Regions from separate parts of the Sus scrofa genome. Here region 1 is linked to region 2. A link is a contact called in public Hi-C data. All regions are on one chromosome and are shown on one strand. The core of a region is the stretch at or near the end of the contact, and the rest is flanking DNA. Distances in the headings are between cores, read along the strand shown.

The links. Hi-C and Micro-C count contacts between places; a contact is called where the count stands out from the background.
Region 1: a contact with region 2 is called in a Hi-C map of liver, with 6 times the contacts expected there. The contact joins two enhancer-like sites. A contact is called at or near these places in 9 of 47 Hi-C or Micro-C datasets (alveolar macrophages, brain, embryonic fibroblasts and 5 more).

The regions. Positions count from the first base shown.
Region 1 is chr13:61,260,353-61,263,588 of Sscrofa11.1, reverse strand. The region is part of intron 35 of ITPR1 (inositol 1,4,5-trisphosphate receptor type 1); the gene reads right to left. Among named protein-coding and RNA genes, the nearest start is that of ITPR1, 190 kb to the right of the region's middle. Within about 2 kb of position 1,683, at least 1 of the 83 cell types and tissues checked has an H3K27ac peak or open chromatin away from gene starts, as enhancers often do. A contact at or near this core is called in liver, where this site is marked.
Region 2 is chr13:60,940,241-60,943,914 of Sscrofa11.1, reverse strand. No RefSeq gene overlaps it. Among named protein-coding and RNA genes, the nearest start is that of SUMF1, 95 kb to the left of the region's middle. Within about 2 kb of position 1,999, at least 10 of the 83 cell types and tissues checked have an H3K27ac peak or open chromatin away from gene starts, as enhancers often do. A contact at or near this core is called in liver, where this site is marked.

The sequences.
Region 1 (3,236 bases), core at 434-2,933, 320 kb before region 2:
ACCCTGAGCACAATGGGCCCCAGAAGAGCACTTATTTATTGAGAACATTTTTTTTTTTTTTTGGCCGCACTCATGTCATGAAGAAATTCCCAGGCCAGGGAATGAATCCACACCACAGCAGTAACCAGAGCCTCAGCAGTGACAAGGCCGGATCCTTAACCCTCTGGCCATGGGAAAACACCTGAGAACATTTACCTGCCAGGCCTGTGCCGAGGGCTCATACAAACCTCATGTGAGTATCCCTGACCCTAGGAAGTTAGCAGTGGTACCATCACTCACTCTACTGGCTAATCTGTGTGGAGGTGGGATGGGAACTCAGCGGCCTGACTCAAAAAAGAATCCTTTGACTAAATGAATTCAATTGAACCATTATTTATTAAACATCTGCTCTGTTCCCCTCTGGCACCTGAATAAACAAAAGATGATTCACCTGGCCTGAGTAGCTAATTTCTAATTACCCACTTTATTGGGCAATCTGGGGACATAGCTCACGGGACCTCTGGGCTGATGACCATGACTGCCCATCTCCTTCTTCCTGAAATTCTCCTCTGCTCAGTTCCCAGGGCCCTGCTGTGCTTGTGACTCCCATCCTGACTGCACGACAACCCCTGGTCATCCTCTGGCCTCTTTCACATTCTGTCCTTAAATATGTTCTCCGCCCAGTTCCCTTCAAGTCAACCTCTTCATTTTCCTGGCCAAGACCTAAAGTAGCAAATGTTTATATTTGGATTTTATCACTTTCACTCTAATGAATCTACCTGATTCATTTACCTAACAAACTGGCATCTACCAGGTGCCAGGTACTGTGTACAGGATAGAACAGTACTTGAGACAACTGTACATGGAAAGGCATAACTCTGCTTCCCTACTGTATGTAGTTCACCACCTGACAGGACACAGTACAAGCTGCCCATTATTAAGTACCTACTATATACCAGGCATTAAGCTAGATGTTCATAAACATTAATTCCTAGTCTCACAACAATCGGCAGGGTTGATACTATACCCATTTAACACATCAGAAGAGAGGTTCCGAACTTCTAAGACCCAAGACCTCGCCCAAGTTCACAGACCTGGGAAGGGGCAGAATGAGGATTTGAATTCAACTCTGTCCTGCTATAAAAGCCTCCAAAGTTCTCTTGTTTCTCCCAGATTCTACATTTCCAGCTGCCTCTTGGACCCTCCATTAGAATCTTAAATGTCACACAGCCACACCCAAGCCCACCGTTTTCCTCCCTCACAAATGCAAGTGAAAAGAAAGGAAGGAAGGAAACAAGAAAACATTGAAGGAAGGAGGTACCAATCGAGCTGGAGAAGAAAGACATAGGCTCTTCAACAGATAAAGTAAGACACGTTAGGACAGCTTCAAAAATAGGATTCCTTGAAAATAAATGTTCCAGAAATCCAGCCTGGACTTTGAATTTTAAATATGTTTGGATGACGTGGGCCTTGTTAGGGACTTCTATTTATGATGAGGATTTATTTCTCTGACAATTCCCACTTATTAGTTGGGTCACCATTGTTTTCGGAGGAAGACAGTGGCAGGGGCCACAATGAAAAATCTCCCCAAACACAAGTTCCTGTTTAATGGTTTCCAATGAATGTGACTGATTTACCTGGACATTTAGTTTTGAAATCATGTTTCACAATCCACAGGAGAGCAGGCACTGCCTTAGCTTCATTTACAAAAGAACCAAGTCCAACCTTTCTAACCAAAATAGCTAACTCTTTGTAGAAGAGTACTTGGTAAGGAGCACATTCTGACTTCCAACAAATCATGTGGTTGGGATCTACTAAGTTCCTGTTTCCCAATTACTCAAGAACTGCATAAAGACGTTCTAGAGGTGGCATTCTAACTATCATACTTTAGAGATAACTAAAAGCTAGCAGCTAAGCTAAACTAAATAGAATATTACCAACAGTTCCTACGAATCCTATCTCACTAAAAATTCCATAATTCAAATTTTAGAATCAGACAGACCCAGGCTGAAATCATGGGTTTTGACATTTACTAGCTGTGACCATGGCTGAGCATGATAATTAAACCCTCTGCACCTCAGTTTACTCAGCTGCAAAATGGGGATAAATGCCATCTGGACTAAGGATATATGAACTTTGCTTAGGGGATGGAATATAGCAGTATCTAATAAATGTACCAGTGATACAACACTGACCATGAATCACTCTTCTCTTAGAGTATTTACCTTCATTAAGTCTATTTGTCTGTAATCCAACCCCAGGCCATCCATCAACCCCAGGACAGCCTCCCTCTATTTCCATAACAAGGGTAGTTACTATTTCTCTTCTGGCCACTTTCATTCTGCAGGCTGTAAACATGGACCTTCATCAAGGCTCCCACAGCCACTGACCCAGACCTAAGTTATAAAAAGAAGAGCGATGGATAAGCAATAAGGTCCTGCTGCAGAGCACTGGGAACTATATCCAATCACTTGTGACAGAACATGATAGGAGATAGTATGAGAAAAAGAATGTATATATATATATATATATATATATATATATATATTTATATGTATAACTGGAACACTCTGCTGTACAGCAGAAATTGACAGCACAATGCAAATCAACTAAAATAATAAAGAATTATTTTATAAACATGAGAAAACTTTAATTAAAAGAAATGCTAAAAAAATAATAATTTGTACCAACAACAACAAATTAAAGAGCAATTTTTCCAAGTAAAAGAATAATGAAGTATAGTACAAGGAAATTTACCCAGTACTAATATAGGAAAAGAATGTGAAAAGGAATGGATTTATGTTTGTGTATAACTGATTCGCTTTGCTGTATGCCTGAAATTAACACAACTTTGGAAGTCATCTATATTACACTAAAATTAAAAAAAAAAAGAATAATGAAAACATTTCCCAGATCCATGGGTTCAAATCTTTCAAATGCTACGTACACTGACAATCATCACGTGGGGCTGCCACACAGCACAACTCCAGGAGGTGCCGTGCATGCAAGATTCCACATGATCAATGTCTGCTGGGGCTGGGGTAATATGCAGCCCAGCTGTCAAGGCTAAATGACCTCTGCCACATACCCCTTCTGATGAACTCTAGGCACACACCTGGAGTTAAAATGGAGATTTCCAGATTTATTCTTCTGAAGTGTTAATAACATGCTAGCAACTTGTTCGAAAGCTGCTTCCCTTTCTAGAATTGGAGGTGAGGAACTGACAAGAGTGAAGGCAAGAGAAAAAGAAGACATTT
Region 2 (3,674 bases), core at 750-3,249:
TTGTTTGTTTGTTTTGATAAAGCATCTCTGTTGTCCATATGACCCTTTAGGAAAAAAAAGAGATGCTGTTCATTTTAGTAAGTATTTATTTGGGCTAGAATGTGGTGGGGTAATGGCTCCAAACTAATATATTGGTAACTTCTGTAGAAATGGACCGTCTTTACTGAGAATTCTATTGTTGACATAAAATAAGGCAACAGGTCTTTCATCTATGAGAAGCTCACAATTTTAGGCTTCTTGCCCTCACCTTTTCAAAATGGCTTATGTTTTCAGGCTACACAGAATTGTTTTATGTGGTAAAATCCATAGTGGACTTAATAAAAGGAGTATTTTGAAAAAAATAAGGAAATATGGGGTTTTTTTTTGGTTCTGAGACTTTAGGAATTTCATACAAGAGACTAAGGTGGGATTTATTTTTCTTTATAAAATGATATTTTGCATGCATTTCTTCCTCATTCCTTCCACTAACCTCCCCACTGGCAATATTTCTCATCAGGGAGTTAACCTGCAGGCTGGCGATTAGGTGGAATTCAGGAGGTGTGGAGCCTGGCTCTCGAGGGAACAGGGCCCAGGCTGAATGTGTGAGTGATGCCCATTCTAAAGGCGCTGCCACTGCTCTGCCCTCCCATGGCTGCTGTGCAGCAGTGCCAGCCCAGAGTTGCTCTGTACCCCAGTTTCTGTGAGTAGCTGGTTGTCTGCATTCTCATGTGAAGTCTTCTGAGTTTTTAATGTTGGCAACCAAATCAGATTTAAAAAACAAAACAAAACTGGACGTTCCCATGGCGTCATGGGTTGAGGATCTCGCATTGCTGCACCTATGGCACAGGTTACAACTCTAGAGGGGGTTGAATCCAGCCCAGGAACTTCTACAGGCCACAGGTGTGGCCAAAAAAACAAAAAACAAAAAACCCTCGAAAAACAAACACGAATACACACTGTGAAGACCTAATAAATTGCTTCTGTAGCCAGATTTAGTCTGGAGGGTGCAAGTTTTCAACCTAGATTATGAAAATTTATTCATTTCAAGGAGCACAAAATCTTGTATTCCTTTCTGGAAAATGATCGAGTAAATAATGTACCAGTTATAAATGTCCAACTGTGAGAAAGGGCAGTGGCTTGCCCAGGACATCATCTTAGCAGAATTGCCTTCTCTCCATCCCCATGCCATCCCACCTAAAATCATTTAACAGCCATGGGTAATCTCAGCAGTGCTCTCAACAGTTCATTTTCATTAACTGGCACTTACTACTGAATTTGCAGACAAATATCAAAGAATAGCAGAAATGTCAGTTTCTTGACTGTGAGTGTCATTTATTAAAACTTAGTTCTCTGTAATACAAACTACCCCAGAGTAGGCCTTGTTTTTATAGGTTTTGCCAGAATCAGTCATGCTATTAGTAAAAGATGGCCTTTGTTGTTTAAAAATGCCGTGGAAATTATTAACTCCAAGAGCCTCAGACGGAGCTCTGGCAGCAGGCCAGAATGCCTGACTCTTTATGTTGAGGCCATTGGAGCAGCAATCTAATTTTTTGATTAAGCAAAATCATTACAAATAGTATTCAGATAGGCTGTAAAATGAGAAATGCTCTTCTCTGAAACTTGCCCTATTTAGGATTGGAAAGTTGACGGGATTATCGCCAAGGGGTGGAATTTTTCAGCTTCAAATCAGATTCTAATCTGCCCCCAAATGGTAATTGACCCCAAAATCATCATTATGAGAAGGCTGGTTGGGCCTTTGGAATTAGTCACCATTGTCAGGCAAGAAGGTGATTCCATTTCAGAGTAAATAAAGGTCTGGTAGATCCTTTCCTACCCCTGGGTCGGGGCCATGTTTTACAAACTCCTTGTTTTCTTTGCTGAGGAAATGGAACACCCATCAGAGCAACTCTTTTCCAGCATGTAAATTTGGCACCTCAACAGGGTAACATTAGAAGCTCTGAATCAACACTGAGGGGGAAAGTGAAACCAACTAACAGTCAATCAGGGAACAGAGATAAGCCCTTCCTTGTCAGGTGGCACTGATAAAAAGTTCACCTGCATTTAGTTTGGTGCCTGTGAAGAAGGGCCCTTTGTGGTTGCTTTTTTGAAGACTATAGTTTTTCTCTGTTTCAGACACTTGACAAATAAAATTTAATTTATTTACTTCTAATTGACACCTAAGGATGCCCTTTAATCTCTTCCATTAGCTTCTTTAAAAGGCAGTTTAGCATCATATGAAAAAAGCACCAGAATAAGATTATCTGGGATTATTTACCTACCCCTCCACCTACCTACCTTGTGACCTTAGCAAGTAATGCCCTCTCAGGCAAATGGGGGCAATGACCTCTTGGGCTTGTGGGGAGATATGAAATGATGCAAAAATATTTAGCACAAATTACTTTGGCAAAGTGCTTACTAAGTACTTGTTTCTATTAGGAGTATGATTATTAAGATAGAGGAGCAGGAAGGTACCACCAAACAGTCCTGATCAATCCTGGGGTTCAGCTTAGAACAGAGAGCCAAGTGAGCTGAGAGGGAGAAAGATCAAAGAGGCTGGATTTAAAAGCTTAACTAGACCTCTATCTCAAACACTTAAAAAGAAAGAAAGAAAGAAAAGCTGACATGATTGATTCCCAAACCTCTGTTAATACTTAAATTTGAAAAATGTGCTGATATTGTACCGTCCATCTGTTCCCCAAAGTTCTCTTTAAAGGAGAAAATTAGATCTGGTTATTTCTACATACATTGTATAATTCTGAAGCTTTTCCTCTTCAGTCTCTCTCACAAAGAACCTCTGGCAGGTTTAATATCAAGAAAATGTCATTTGTAGGCATAACAATAATTAAAAGAAAGAAAACAGACAAGGGAGGGCAGAATCTTGGCCAATAATATGTTGACTAGCCTGTTAATGTTACATATGTTTTCAATGCTAATTTGCATTCCAGAGAATTTTTTTAAAAGGTAATTCTGCTAAGTCATTTAAATTATTTCTTATTTAATTTTTCTCTGAGATGATTGGTCCATGATCTAGACTCTAACCTCATAAATTACCAGATTTAAAACTCCAGGTGGAGAGTTCTCCTGTGGCACAGCGGGTTAAGGATCTGGAGTTGTCACTGCAGTGGCTAGGTCACTGATGTGGCATGGGTTCGATCCCTGGCCAGGCAACTTCCACATGCCTTGGGGAAAAAAAAAAATAACAACAATGAAAACAAAACCCTCAAAACGATGTCCAAAGGTCCAAAGAATAGTTGAGGGTTTGGCAGCCCTCACAGGGATTGGTGCAACAGGTTTTGAGAACAGTAGCTCTCAAAGTGTGGTCTCTGGACCCCATTTAGGGGGCTGAGTCGAAATTGTTTTCCTAATAATAAGATGTGGTTTGCCTTTTTTATGAGTGTATGGTGAGTATATTGAGGGATTTTCCACGTACTACATGATTTATAGCTTGATGGATCATAAAATATGAGCTTGTATATTTTTATATTTTAAATTTTTTCCAGTCTTAATTTTTGATATGCTATACATTAGCTATAAGCTATATTACAGAAGCTCTCTGGGGGTCTTCAGTAAGATGTGGGCATGTATAGGGGTCCTGGGAGCCCCAGAAGAGTTTGAGGGCTTCTGATCTAGGAGAAAAGCAAGGTCAGATGGTGACTGAATCTGTCTTGGGAATAATATCTTCTCCATCTCTTCTG